Regions from separate parts of the Mus musculus genome. Here all the other regions are linked to region 4. Evidence: chromatin contacts called from public HiChIP or PLAC-seq data. All regions are on one chromosome and are shown on one strand. The core of a region is the stretch at or near the end of the contact, and the rest is flanking DNA. Distances in the headings are between cores, read along the strand shown.

Evidence for each region. HiChIP or PLAC-seq counts read pairs in DNA pulled down with a chosen protein or histone mark.
Region 1: an H3K4me3 HiChIP or PLAC-seq map of embryonic stem cells shows a contact between it and region 4, with 13 read pairs. The contact joins the promoter of Gal3st1 here to the promoter of Castor1 in region 4. A contact is called at or near these places in 9 of 39 promoter capture datasets (the 3T3-L1 cell line, 3T3-L1-derived adipocytes, HPC-7-derived erythroid cells and 5 more), 15 of 484 Hi-C or Micro-C datasets (the G1E-ER4 cell line, adipose-derived mesenchymal stem cells, brown adipocytes and 4 more), 2 of 115 datasets of contacts at active chromatin or transcription factors (embryonic stem cells and stem cell-derived neural progenitor cells) and 1 of 9 other capture datasets (adipose tissue).
Region 2: an H3K4me3 HiChIP or PLAC-seq map of bone marrow-derived macrophages shows a contact between it and region 4, with 4 times the contacts expected there. The contact joins the enhancer-like site here to the promoter of Castor1 in region 4. A contact is called at or near these places in 8 of 39 promoter capture datasets (the 3T3-L1 cell line, 3T3-L1-derived adipocytes, cranial neural crest and 5 more), 1 of 15 datasets of contacts at CTCF or cohesin (the NIH/3T3 cell line), 10 of 115 datasets of contacts at active chromatin or transcription factors (bone marrow-derived macrophages, embryonic stem cells, microglia and 3 more) and 2 of 9 other capture datasets (adipose tissue and liver).
Region 3: an H3K4me3 HiChIP or PLAC-seq map of embryonic stem cells shows a contact between it and region 4, with 4 times the contacts expected there. The contact joins the enhancer-like site here to the promoter of Castor1 in region 4. A contact is called at or near these places in 5 of 39 promoter capture datasets (cranial neural crest, fetal liver, neural stem cells and 2 more), 4 of 15 datasets of contacts at CTCF or cohesin (CD8 T cells, the G1E-ER4 cell line, embryonic stem cells and 1 more), 19 of 484 Hi-C or Micro-C datasets (the C2C12 cell line, CD4 T cells, CD8 T cells and 8 more), 9 of 115 datasets of contacts at active chromatin or transcription factors (bone marrow-derived macrophages, embryonic stem cells, epiblast stem cells and 1 more) and 3 of 9 other capture datasets (adipose tissue, liver and macrophages).

What each region holds. Positions count from the first base shown.
Region 1 is chr11:3,982,092-3,985,501 of GRCm38.p6, forward strand. It overlaps Gal3st1 (galactose-3-O-sulfotransferase 1), which reads left to right and starts at 1,545. Exons shown (of 4, transcript NM_016922.3): 1 at 1,545-1,749; 2 at 2,850-3,067. It overlaps Gm46265 (a long non-coding RNA gene), which reads left to right and starts at 3,074. Exons shown (of 2, transcript XR_001780153.1): 1 at 3,074-3,156; 2 at 3,216-3,410.
Region 2 is chr11:4,398,971-4,402,407 of GRCm38.p6, forward strand. The region is part of intron 10 of Hormad2 (HORMA domain containing 2); the gene reads right to left. Among named protein-coding and RNA genes, the nearest start is that of Hormad2, 40 kb to the right of the region's middle. Within about 2 kb of position 1,756, at least 30 of the 459 cell types and tissues checked have an H3K27ac peak or open chromatin away from gene starts, as enhancers often do. A contact at or near this core is called in the NIH/3T3 cell line, bone marrow-derived macrophages and pancreatic cancer cells, where this site is marked.
Region 3 is chr11:4,462,452-4,465,877 of GRCm38.p6, forward strand. No RefSeq gene overlaps it. Among named protein-coding and RNA genes, the nearest start is that of Hormad2, 23 kb to the left of the region's middle. Within about 2 kb of position 1,925, at least 5 of the 459 cell types and tissues checked have an H3K27ac peak or open chromatin away from gene starts, as enhancers often do. A contact at or near this core is called in embryonic stem cells, where this site is marked.
Region 4 is chr11:4,216,045-4,219,501 of GRCm38.p6, forward strand. Castor1 (cytosolic arginine sensor for mTORC1 subunit 1) reads left to right here and starts at 2,181. Exons shown (of 9, transcript NM_028022.2): 1 at 2,181-2,382; 2 at 2,904-2,974. The coding sequence starts at 2,270.

The sequences.
Region 1 (3,410 bases), core at 295-2,794, 230 kb before region 4:
CCCATTGATCACTGAGAAAATGCCTTAGATCTGGATCTCTTTCCCCACCCCTTCACTCCCATTTTTTTCCGAGACAGAGTTTCTCTGTGTAGCCCTGGCTGTCCTCGAACTCAGAAATCCATCTGCCTCTGCCTCCCGAGTGCTGGGATTGAAGGTGTGCACCACCACGAACAGCTTAGAGCTGGATCTCATGGAGGTGTTTCCTCGACTGAGAGGCTCCTTTGATGACTAGCTTGTGTTGACCCAAAACAAGCCAGTACAGGTGGAAGGTGAGCGTGAGGTCTAAGGGCAGCAATAGCCTAGTTTTCCATCCAAGTGAGGTCACTGCTGGTATCTCAGCTTGTGACCTTTGTGGACCTGTCCCCTCACTCCAGGTACCTCTGATGATGGTCCTTACCTGGAACTGTCCATGTATCATGACAGGGTCAGGGTTCTGATCATTCAGTCCTTCCCAGGACATCTTTCCCATAGCCATTCCCCAGAGGCGGTGATACCCTAAACAGGGTAGGCTGGACTTTGCCCTCCCTGAATCTAAGGACCTGATAGCCTGACAGACCTGTTTTGTATTGGCCCCATATGTGGACTTTGTGCTGCCATGGCTGCACCTCAACTGAAGAGGAAGGCAAGAGTTTTGCAGGCTTTGGCTTGTGGACCCCAAGGTCCCCCAAACTGGTGGCTTCACTGTATATGTGGGATGGGGGGAGGGGGCTCTATCTGATGCCATGTTCTGGCATGGCAGTTTCAAGAGGCAGGAACAAAGGGTTAGGAGTTTCAAAGTCATAACCTATAGCCTGGGAGGTGACTCAGGGCCCACAAGGACAAAGAGCAGCAAGCCCATTAGATATGGAAGAATGCCTGGCAGCCAGGCTGATGTGGAATTTTCCCCATTCCACGGTTGCCTAGAAATGTCGGGGGTAGTGGGACTCTGACGTGGCCCATGTGCCACCCGATGGCCAGCTGGTTCTGCAGTGCCCACAGCTGGGGTTAATTCCAAATTAGTTCCCATCCTTGGTTTTCCTTTAGGATGAAGGACAGTCTGAACTCAAACAGGCCCCTACTTACTTGCCCAGACCTCTAGAGGAGGTATCCTCAAGAGGAAAGTTAGCTGAACCATGTAAGTGACTCGGCCCAGGGATCCTGGCGCTTCTTCACCTGTTTTTCTTGGATACCACAAATGTGTTCCTGGCTCATCAGAGGGAGCTAGGAAGACCTATGTTCCACTGGATTCTGAGGAGCTCCAGTGCTGTCCATAAAAGGCTGGCAACTAGTCCTGCCCCCTTTCTCCAGAGCCCAGGCTCCCTTCCCCAACACTACCACCAAGCCCCAGGCACCCTCTATTCCCTTCTGGGCTGGCAGTAGGACAATGGACCCCTTGGCCCATCGGAGACAAATAGTCCTTGTTAGGCCGGAGGCGGGGGCGCAATATTGCGCCCCAGGGAGCTGAATACAGCTTCTGTGCCTCTTGGGCAGGCGGCGCAGGGGAGAGGACGGGAAGGGGGTGGGGGGGGGGAGGGGGCCGTGGCGCCCATTGGCTCTGGCGTCAGGGGCCGGGCCAGGCTGCTGGCCTCACCTGGCGAGTGTTGAGAGCGGGGTGCGGCAGCCGCTGCGGCGGCGGGGCGGGGGCATGGACCAGGCCTGCCAGCGCGCCGGGTCCCGGCGAGTGCGCCCCGCCGCCCAGTGAGCGCCACGGCGGCGGCGGGGGCCGGGGCCGACCCCTGCCACCCGGAGCCCAAGGAGAACAGGGCAAAGGTATGTCGGGAGGTCTTGTACTCACGCTGGCTGTGCCCTGCCTCAGCCTACTTCCTGAACATCTTGCCTACTGGATCGATGGATCGTGTTTGCCCAGCAAGGGATATAGAAATGCTGCAGAGCTGCTTCACCAACACTGTATCCTGCAGGCTCTGGCTGATTGCTTGCCCTGCTCTGGGTGCCCCTCCTCCCCTGACCCCCGGAGTCCCTAAAAATGGGGTGGGTGGGGCTCCAGAAGGTTAGCTGTTGTGCTGTGAGTTCGTTAATAATTAATCCTCTTGGACATTGTGGCCTGGGCCCTAGTGGAGAAGGAGGCAGGAATCTCCCCGCTCCTTACCTGCGTTCCCAGAAGAGGCGGCTGTCACAGTACAAACCGGGGAGAGGGGGGCCTTGGGCAATGACAGACTCTTGTGCTTGGGGAAGGCCTCTCATATGTGTGCCCCTAAGGAGGTGAGTCCAGGAGACAAGGACAGACTTGTCTAGTTAGGACAGGAAAGATCCTATATGCAACAACTACACGGTTCCGGAGCCATGGACCAGTGCTCCATAAGGGGGTCTCAGGTTGGTCTGTTCCCTTAGTGAGAGGCCAACATGAGCCTTCTCTTTTTAACCCCCCCCCGCCCCGCCCCTTCCTGAGCTGGTTGTGATGACAGGCACACATCTGGCTGCAGGGACTGACACCTGACACCAGAGGTTACTGGGCTGAGGGTGAGGATGCCCTGGAAATCTTCAGGAGGAAAGGGGTGTGGAGGGAGAGCCGATCAGAACTCAATCTCTTCCTCTCTGGAGGGGGTGAGCTGATCTGCACTGTGCCTTCAGGCTTCCTTGCTACTTATCTAGAGGGAAGATACTGAGGCTCAAGGAGTCAGTGACTTGCTGAAGGTCACACCGTTGGGAAATGGCTGAGTTCACTGCAAACCACAGTGTGCGTTTTTGTTTGTTTTGTTTTGTTTTGTTTTGTTTTGTTTTTTGGTCCCTGTCTCAGGATCCCAGCCCTACCCAGAAGTCCTCTTGCCCAAACTGGAGGAAAGATGCCTTCCTGGGCATCTCTTTTGCTTCCTGGGTTCTGTGCTGAGTTCTCATAAATCTGTCACTCACAGTGCCTCTCACTGGGCTCCAAGGAAGAACAAACAAGCACTTGCAGGAAAGCAGTGACTCACAGGACAATGGCAATGGGGGACTCTAGGCCCCCTCAGTGGCTTGGGGCAAGCTTCTTGCTTTGGTTTGACTCCATGAAATGTGAATGACTAGAGAAGACACAGCGGGATGGAGCAGAAGTACCCCAAAGGTTACCAGACTGGAGACCTGGAGTCATCAGGTGAGATCTCTCTCCAGGGCAGGGAGGTTAGGCCCACAGTCAGACCCTTTCTGTGACACTCCCATCTTGCCCTGGGTGTGGATAGGGAGGTTAGGCCCACAGTCTTTCTGTGGGCACTCTGTCAATTTTACTGGGTGTGGGCAGGGAGGTTAGGCCCACAGTCTTTCTGTGGGCACTCTGTCAATTTTACTGGGTGTGGAATGCGAGTTGAGGCAAGTTGTGTATAAATCATGGGAACATAGGTCATTGAAGTCTATTGATCTAAAAGGACCTAAGTTGTCCATGAACATAACCAGATCCACTGCCCGGGCCAAGCACCGAGCTAAGGACTGCACACTTCTCA
Region 2 (3,437 bases), core at 506-3,005, 180 kb after region 4:
CTGTTCTTCTCCGTTGCTTGGCAACTGGATATCCTATAGCGAGCATTGTTCCTGTTTTGTAGCCCCCTTTCTCTATCTAGTTAAAAAGACTGCCTGAAAATTAGGTCTCTACATCTCAATTTTATTTCTGATCACCAATACTATAAATACACACATTAAGGAAAAGGGGGGACGGAAAGAGATGGCTTAGTGGTTAAAAGGTGTTCTTTCAGAGGACCTAGTTTGGTTCCTAACACTCACATAGTGCCTCACAGCTGTCTGTAAATCCAGTACCAGGAGATCGGATGCACTCTGATGGTCTCTGCATGCATTTCATGTATGTGGTGCACAAATGTACATGCAGACAAAATACTTACATATACAAAATAAAAATAGATAAATCTTTAAAAAGAAAAAGAAAAAATGAGTTGGGACATGAATGATAAGGTGTATGTTTAACATACATAAGATCCTGGGTTAAATCAATCCACAGAAGCAAAAGGAAAAAAAAAAAAGGAATGGCTGAAAACTGAGGTAGCAGGATCTTCAGGTCAAGGCCAGCCTGGACACACAGTGAGTTACTTCCAGGCAAGCCTGGGTTATACCCAAAATCTCAGCTTAACCTTCTACCTTAACAAACTGAGGAAAAGGCTGAGCATGCTGGGACACACCTTTAGTTCCAGCAACTTGGAGGCAGAGGCAGAAAGATCCTGTAATTTGAGAATAGTCTAACCTACATAGTGAGTTCCAGGGTAGACAGAGCTATATGGTGAGACCATAAAAATAGGAAAACTTTCTGTCATTCACATCGTCTCTAATATTCTCATAACATATACTTGCTGTGTCTTCAGTTAGTTCTCAGAGCAAAAACTACATCTTCTGTATCGTTTTCCTCACAGCAAGGCATCTTTTTTTGTTTGTTTTTGTTTTGTGTTTTGTGAGACAAGATCTTTCCACATGAATCTAGCTGTCCTGGAACCCACTATGTAGACCAGGCTAGTTTTGACCTCACAGATCCACCTAACTATGGCTTCCAAGTTCTGGGATTAAAGGCATGAGCCACCATTGTCTGGCCAAGACACCATTATTTTTTGGTTTTTGTTTGTTTGTTTTCAAGGTACCAGTCTTAATACAGCCCAGTAAATCTGAGCATGAAAGAGATCTCAGAGATCAATTTAGCTCAGCCAACTCCCTGAATCGTTGGTTTTTGTAATATCCTAAAGACAGTCATCTATACTCTATCTTGAACAAAAGCATATGTGCGCATGTATTTTATATGTATATATAATATGTACATATTATATATGTCTATGTATGCATGTAATAGATGTAACCAGAGCTGGTGATGGGGAGCTACCCCTTTTTATCAAGTAGCTATCATTATCAAAAATGCCATCCTTAGGAGGTGGAAAAACTGGAAGTTTCTGAATATTATCATATATTGATAATATTCATCCAAACTCTATACAAATTTCAAAAATATGTATATTTCACTCCTGCTACTGTTAATCCAATAGAAGGTAAGGAAAGGAGGTGTCACACTTGCAAGGTATTTATTGTAATGCTATTTATAATAGCATTATCAGAAATTAGCCTACACATTAGTCAGCTCTTTGTCACTAAGAAATAGTTGATTTATAGCTTTGGAGTTCCTGACTGACTGGCCCACTGCTTTGGGCCTGTGACAAGACAGGACACCATAGTGGGAGTATGTGTCAGGACAAACTGCTGACTTTATCACCAGGAAGCAAAAGGGAGAAGGAAGAAGCTAATTTTCAAAGACATGCTTCCTGGCTACCAGGCCTCTTACTAGGTTCCACTTCCTAAAAGGCTTCATCTGTCCTCAATAGTGCAAGCCTGGGAACCAAGCCATTAAATGTAAAGTACTGGGGAATGCTCAACATTCACGTATGACAACCGAAATATTTAAAAATAGAGAAATGATATGAACCTAAATGAACCAAAAAGTCATTGAACTTTACATATAAAGGCTAGGTAGGACATATTTACAAAATTATTGCTAAATAAAAATGAAATTATATATACCATTATTGAAATAATATACAAATAAATATATCCATTGAAAAATACTGAAAAGAATGGGGCATACAAAGTTAAAATTTGTATTGATAAGATATAAGGACAGTTGAAAGATCTGAATTTTCAATTACTTTAATGTTGTTAATTGTATTGTTTTAAAAAGCTCTTTCAGGCTGTAGCTATAGTCAGTAATAGAACACAAGCCTAGCATGCACAAGGCCTGGTTCCATTCTTACCACCGAAAGCAGCCAAAGAGCTTTATCACATTACCCTCTTCCCTACCTCTGCTCTGCTCACAACTGCTATTTTCATACACTGCATCTTTATGCCTCTTGAAATTACACAAACAATACTATTTGAAGTATTTGAGAATGATAAATACCTTCATTCCTGGCACTCTGAAAGACAGACTGAATGTTAGAGAGACCCAGTCAGGAACTGTAGCTGTTACTCACCAAGAAAGCCTCACGGCCTGAGTCAGCATGGTCGGATAGGGCCGGGCTTGAGAAGTATTTCAAAACAGAGCGGACTGAAACACGATCCAAAAGGATGTGAGGAGTAAGGAGAGGATGGAGGTTAAACATCTTGGTTGTTTGGAAGAGTGGCAGTGCCTAGTGCCACAGATAGTAAGCCTGAGAGGAAAATGATTGAAATTCCATTTAGAGAGTAAAATGAGGGACCTATAGGGAATACAAGTCTGTGCATTGATAGAGACTTGTAGGTACTGTGGTGGTGTGAATGAGAATGGCCTCCATAGGGTCATATACTTGAATGCTTAGTCAGCACGGACTAGCACTATTTGAAAAGAATTAGACCAATAAGTAGGCGTGGCTTTGTTGGAGGAAGTGTCTTTGGGCTTTGAGGTTTCAAAAGCCCATGCCAAGTCTAAAGTCTTCTCACCTACAGATCAGGATGTAGCTAGCTCTTAGCTACTGTTCCAGTGCCTGACTGCAAGCCACCATACTCCCATCAAGATGGACTAAACCTCTGAAACTGTAAGCAAGTCCCCATTTAAATGCTTTCTTTTTACAAGAGTTGCCTTGGTCACAGTGTCTTCACAGTGACTAAGACAGATGTGTACATCTGTACACCAATGGTACTGTGAGGACCCTATAGGTATGCACGTCTGCACATGGGTGGGAAGATCAATGTGTGGTCAGGGAGAAAACAAACAGAAAAGAAACCATGAGTAAAAGAAAAGAGAAGCAATAGATGTGAACAGCACAATCAAAACCTAACTTTTTAAAAAATACTGATTTGGGGCATATATAATAATAAAGGGACTCAAATAAATAGCACCAGATGGAAAAGAGGCAAACAACTACAGAAACATAATAGATTCCCAATCTGTGAAAGCATCATAAATAACTCCAAGTATAGCCAAAAGTGACTGAGAAAAAGGCCAGGTACTCATATGT
Region 3 (3,426 bases), core at 675-3,174, 250 kb after region 4:
GAATGATACAGCTTTGTAAGCAACAAAGACAGCGGTTTTTAGTGCATGAAGATGCTCCTCCTCTTACGGTGGGGCTGTGTCTCAGCAAACCTATTTTATGCATGGTTGCTTTCTCTCACAAAGGTAAAGATGCCTGGGACCTAGGTAAAATACCTCGGAGTGGCTGAGATGAGCATTCTGTACATCACTAGCCCATAGTAACATTCAGAAGAGAGCAGTTGTTACTCAGTGGGCATCATTTTCACACCGTCATCCTAAAGCTGAAAATGTCAAACCAATGTAAGCTGGGATGGTCTGTGTGTTTAACTGGAAGTTTATAATTCAGCCTGGTAGTGGTAGCACCCGGTGTAGGATAAAAAGACCAAGGAAAGAACACACTGACCTAGACTTGACCCCAAGACCAGGGCTAAGAAACAGAATTCTACCAACCCCTGAGCTTGTCACAGAAACCCACCAATCCCTGAACTCAAAACCCGACTAATTCTAAGCTCACCCAACTCAGGACTTGAAATTCCACCAATCCTCACCCTGGAAAGCTCCACCCCCCACTCCCACCCCCACCCCCAAGAAATCTCACATAAACCTTTCTCTTTGCTCAGCTCCCTGCTGCTTCTCACAAGAACAGAGGCAGCCGCCCTCCTGGGTTTTCCCCTCCCAGTAAGTCTCTTGTGTGAGGTTTGTTGTGTGGTGTGACTTTGTGGTAGTCCTTGGCTCCTGACTGCCAGGATAGCTCTCTGAGTAAAGTGGCAACACTTGAGCAGAGCTTTTGCTGTGCTGCAGCTGAAGCAAAGCTGTGACACTTCTGTAGGGGAAGCCTTTCCCTGCAGAGCTGCAACACGCACATCTAGCATTCAGGAGGCAGAGGCAAGCCTATCTCTGAGTTCAAGGCCAACCCAGTCTACAGAGCAAGTTCCAGGAAAGTCAGAGCTCAAGAAGAAACAAAACAAAACAAAACAAAACAAAACAAAACAAAACAAAACGCCAACAACAAAAACAAAGGAAGGAAGAAATTCATAACTCCAACATGCAGTTATTTTTAAAAACTATAAGAAAAAGTAATCCCAGCTGACTATAGTGGCACACGCCTGCAGTCTCAGCGACTCAAGAAACTAAAGCAGGGAGATTACAGGTTCGAGTCTAGCCTGGGCAACTTAGTGAGACCTGATTTAATATGAAAAAAGAGAGGTGTGTGTGCTGGAGATGCAGTTCAGTGGGAGAGAGCTTGCCTAGCACATGGGAAGCCCTGGGTGTGCCACCCACAGGGTGTGAACAGTAAGCCAGCCCCAGGAACACTCCGCACTGCATAGATCTGCATGTACCATTGTGGCACAGCAGGTCTGTTGACAGCAGCACCAGCCCAAACAGTTGACTAATGCATTGTACAGTGATGGTATGATGACCATGATATAATTAGGCAATAGGAAAATTTCAGTTCCATCCTAATTCCCTGGGACCACTGACACACTCTGTCTGCCATTGCCCAGGATGTCCTTATGCCACACATGACTGCATACAGTGATGAGGGTGGGGTCCCTATAGAGGAGAAAGCACAGATTTCTTAAAAACCAAAATGATGACATTACCAATAAGAAAACCCATGAAGATGGTTTTTATGGGCAGAGGGGTTCACCAAAAGCATGCTGTCTTAGTCAGGGTTTCTATTGCTGGGAAGAGACACCATGACCGCAGCAACTCTTATAAAGGAAAACCTTTAATTGGGGCCAGCTTACAGTTTCAGAGGGGTTAGTCCTTATTGTCATGTGGGAAACATGGCAGGATGAAGGCAGACATGATGCTGGAGAGATAGTTGAGTTCTATGTCTGGATCGGCAGACAGCAGGAGGAGAATGAGACACTGGGCCTGGCCTGGGCCTCTGGAACCTCAAAGCCCACCCCTCAGTGGCCACACCCACCCCAAACAAGGCCACACCCACTCCAACAAGGCTTTGTCTCCTAATCCTGTCAAATAGTGCCACTCCCTCTGAGCCTATCAGCACCATTTTCATTCAAACCACCACAAAAGCCAATGTCAAAAATGGACTCATTTGAGCAACAAAAATGAAGTAGGATGTAAATTTGTTCTTAGAATTAGAAAAGATGGTATGACACAGGGCTATTAAGGAGATGATTATATGTAAAGACAGGATCATCCATCTCTGAAAGACTGGCAGTGTCAGCGCATCAGTCCTGAATGGCAACCCAGGTATGAAGTAAACACCACAGGCATCTATTTTGACTTTAATAAATGACTGTGTAAATCAACAGAGGAAGCAGCAAATCCCCTGTGCAGAGGCACTCCAGACAGACACATCGGTTTTTCTTAGGGCATGGAGACTTTTCTCTGTGACTCCTGCATTAGGGAGGCAGTGATGCCGGATCAGGTGTTCAAGGTCATCTTGAGCTACAGAGTGAGTTTGAGGCTACTCTGGCCTGGGTGAGACCTCCATCACTAAGTATGGGCTTCCAAAGGGAGCGGTGTGAGCTGGGAGTATGGTTGGGGGTGCAATACTTGCTGAGCATGCTCAGTCAAGGCCATGAGTTTGGTTCCTACCCCTGCCCCCAGGACTGCAGGAAATTATTCACAGTTCAAAGCTTCTTTTTTTAGGTGCTGGGGCTTGATCTGAGCACCTTGCAGATGTACTAGCACTAAGCCAAGCCAAGCCTAGAAAGTTCAGAGAGACATTAAGTCACCAGAAAGTTTTCTTCTTTTACAAAAATATATGTGCATTTGAAAAAAATTAAAATGTGACTATTGCTTAGTCCAGAAACACTGTTTTTCATAACTTCCGATTAAAAGAGTCCTGAAGCATACAAAAGAATGTTAGAGCATAGGACAGCAATGGGTCCTCTGTGTACAGGGTGAGTGCTGTCCAGCGAGGGGCATCTCCTGATGATCCATGCATGCCCTTCCTGGGGTGTGCACAGGATTTGTGGATGCTTTACCAGGCAGCTGCGTTACACAGGCCAGCAGAGACTGGACAGGCTTGGTTTGATTTGGTTTGTATTTTTGTCTCTCTCAGGGCTGGGGTCTTATGTATGATAGACAAGAACTCTACCACTGCTGGATAGTGATGGCACACACCTTTAATCCCAGCACTTGGGAGGCAGAGGCAGGTGGATTTCTGAGTTTGAGGCCAGCCTGGTCTACAGAGTGAGTTCCAGGACAACCAGGGCTACACAGAGAAACCCTATCTTGAAACACCACCTCCCACCTACCCCCCCCAAAAAACTCTACCACTGAGACACAAGCTGCCCAGTCTGGTTGGCAGTTTTAATATTTTATTTATTTTGAGATAAATAAAGGCTCACTGTGTCACCTTGTCTGTTCTGGAACTTTCTTTGAAGATTTGGCCGGTCTTGAACTCACAGAGATCCAATAGCTTCTGCCTCGCAAGTGCTGGAATTAAATGTGTGTACCACCACACCC
Region 4 (3,457 bases), core at 931-3,430:
TATCAGGGGCTGCCGCCAGGGCAAGGTACTGCAGGCGCCTGACACAAGCCTCCACCAAAGAAAGACAGGTGAGGGGAGAAGTGGGCCTCCTTGATAAAGCGCTACTTTCTGTTGGCTGACACGGTCCACATGCCAGGCTGGGCTTGTGTCTGACATAAGAGGAGTTCAATGTCCTCCTCCTCCAAGTGCCACATTTGCACCCAAGCCCCTCACCCAAGTGAGCAGAGGGCGGTGGAGGGTCAGGCAGGTGCTCAGCTACAACCTGATAGTTGGCGGTGAGGAGAACAGGGTGTCCCTGGGAGAGGCCCCCCTTCTGCTGAGGAAGCAGCTTTTCTAGTCAAACAATAGTGGTTGTTCCTGGCCTGAGACCAAGCTGGGCCAGACCATAGCAGGGGACAGGGAGGGAGGGACAGACTCACAGGGAGCTTTTAGGCATTGCCTGGGCCTAGCACGTGTTGTCCTGGTACAACTGGGGAGACTGAGGCTAGAAAGGCAAACGGTTACCAGAGACTCTGGGCAGCTTGCACACTCTCCACCTCCTGCCTCTCACTCCTGTGGTTTCCTACTCTGTTCACACTTGCTGTGGTGAAATGGGCTCAGCCTTTGAAAAGCACCCCCCAACCCCCTTAGTTCTCCAGGGGACAGGCCAGGATGTGACGGCTGCACACTGTTCCATGAGAATTATCTGGAGCTAGCAAAGCCAGGAACAGGACTGAGCCCAGCTTCCTTCTGCCTGTGATGCAGGGTCTGGAGCATCAAGTCCTGCGTGGGCCTGTTGGGTCTTGATCACACCCAAGGCCTGCTTTAAACTACCTTGTTTAAAGCCTCCAACCTGAAGCCGAGTGTCTGGGCCAAACAAGGGCCCTTTGGAGCATGCCCCATCCTGCCGTGAAATCAACCTGTGCTTGCTCGTTTCTGCTCAGCCTTGGGGTTTTCTTAAACCTTGATCACTGGGGTGTCTGCCAGTGCTTAGGGGCCTTCTTGGATCTGTAGCTAATTTAGATGTGTTCAGGCCAGTTGAGTTCTGCAAATGATGAGACGCTTTAAGAAAACTTCAACAGGGAGGTCTCTGGTTTGATACCCAGGGAACCTCAAATACTATGGCCTGTCCCCTCAGTGTCTGAGCCCTGGGCATTCTCACTTCAGGTACTTAGGGTTGTCCCTGGAATAAGATTCAGAATCTAGGGGTAAGGGCTGGAGAGATGGCTCAGCAGTTAAGAGCACTGACTGCTCTTCCGAAGGTCCCGAGTTCAAATCCCAGCAACCACGTGGTTCACAACCATCCGAAATGAGATCTGATACCCTCTTCTGGTGTGCCTGAAGACACAGTATACTTACATATAATAAATAAAATTTAAAAAAAGATTCAGAGTCCATAGTATGTTGCTTAGACAGGAGAGGAGGACCCTTTTTCGGTTCCTCCCCTCAGTGGGGAGCATTCTATTTCAGAAGTTGTTTGACTAAAAACTGCCACACCGGCCAGGTTTTGCTGGTCGAAACAACAACAAGATAGGGTTGCAGTACTATCAAACCAACCTTGGGCACCCCATTCTTAGGGATCTTTAGTCCTTACTGTCCTTGTCAGCTCTGCAGTCCCTGCCCCCTACCCCCGGCAATAAAAGGAAGATAGGCTCCAACTCAGCTGTTCCGCGGGTCTCCAGCCTAACCTCCCCACTCCGGAGATTTATGGACAGCTCTGGCCCCAACAGAGCTCCAGCCCGGCTTCCAGCCTTCCTACAGTCCAGACAGGGTTTTTCTGTGTAGTTCTAGCTGTCCTGGAAGTCACTCTGTAGACTAGTCTGGCCTCGAACTCACAGAGATCTGCCTGCCTCTGCCTCCCTAGTGCTGGGATTAAAGATACACACTTACCACCGCCAGGCTCTGCGTTTTAGTGGCTTTAACCATAAAGCCCACGTGCGAGCCTGGAGGATAGACAGGGAGGGGACCAGGAGCTTCCAGCACGTTCCCAAACCCAACACAGCGGGCGTCCAGCGGAAAGGGCGTGTCTGGGGCGTGTCCTTGAAGGACTCAGATGGGTGAGGGCTAGAAGAGTGGCTTTGGCAGAGTTTGAAGGCAGCCCGCAGCGCCCGGTAGGCAGGGCTCAGGAGGAGGCGTGGCCACTTCACAGTGGCTGTGGGGCGTGGCCGCCGAAGTGTGGATCCCTGGCTGGGCGGACCGGTAGCGGGCGGTGCTTCTTTAAGCCCGGCGCCACCGCATCGCCTCCTGCCTAGGTCTCGCTGGCGGCCAGGCCGGGGCTGCCGTATCTGCGATGGAACTTCACATCCTAGAGCACCGGGTGCGAGTACTGAGCATTGCCCGTCCGGGCCTCTGGCTCTACACCCACCCGCTCATCAAGCTGCTCTTCCTGCCCTGTCGCAGTCGGTGCGCACCCGGGTTCACGAGCGCAGGTCGGGCGGGTGGAGGCTCCTCTGCCCCTCTGGGCCAGGGGCGGAGGACTAGAGTCGCCGCGAAGCAGCGGGTACCGGGTGGGGACGCTAGCCACTCTGGCCATCATCCAGCCTGGGCCTTACCCTTTCTGCGACGCCGCCTATCCGGCCCGGAGGGCCCCGCTCCCAGGGCTTGTCAAGGTGCAAACTGCCTGGAGTAGGCAGTGTAGTGGGGGCATGTGTTCCTTGGCAGGCTGTAGCCCCTTTCTAGTCTCCTCACGTTAACTTTTGAGAGTTGTCCAGGGGGACCCAAAGCCTTCCACTTCTGTGGAATGGAGGGGAGATCCCAAATATGGGATCTAGACTCATTGATCCAAGGAAGAGAGTGAGGCCCGAGTGCGGGTCCGGAAGGCTCCTGGTGGGGGGTCCTTTAGTGCTGCTGGAGCAGACTTCATTTGCTGTCTCCATTCCATTCACTCTAGGCTGAAAGTCTTCCCACCCCTTCCCTCCTCCTAGGTGCAAGTTCTTCAGCCTGACTGAGACTCCGGAAGATTACACTCTCATGGTGGATGAGGAGGGCTTTAAAGGTCGGAACTGGTTCCTTGTTTGCCTCTAAGCAGTATTCTTACTAAGTTTAGGGATCCAGCTTCCCAGAGAGCTTAGACCCCAAAGGAATATAGGTCCGGGTTCAAACCTTCCATCACTCACTGAAGTACTGTGTGGGATGGAGTCGTGACCGTTTGACAAAATTTGTGAGAGTTTTATAAACGTAAAACCCACACGGAGCTGAATATGAGTCCCAGGCCAGCACAGGTGGCCATGGTGTCTCACAGTTTTAGGGGAAAATAAAGGGGTTCCTGCAGCTGTTTTACCCTGAACATTATTTCTTCTTGGACTTGTCTCCCCAGTGGAAAGCAGCCCCTCCCTTACTGGCTTGGGAAGCCTAGGCGGCTGAGAGTTAGGGAAGGAATGCAGGGGCAGGCAGCAAGCCCAGAGCAGGGTCCAGGGCCTCCTGGCTGAGTCTGAGTGAACAACAGCTACCCTGGCCCTTGTCCCTGTTCAGGACTGGG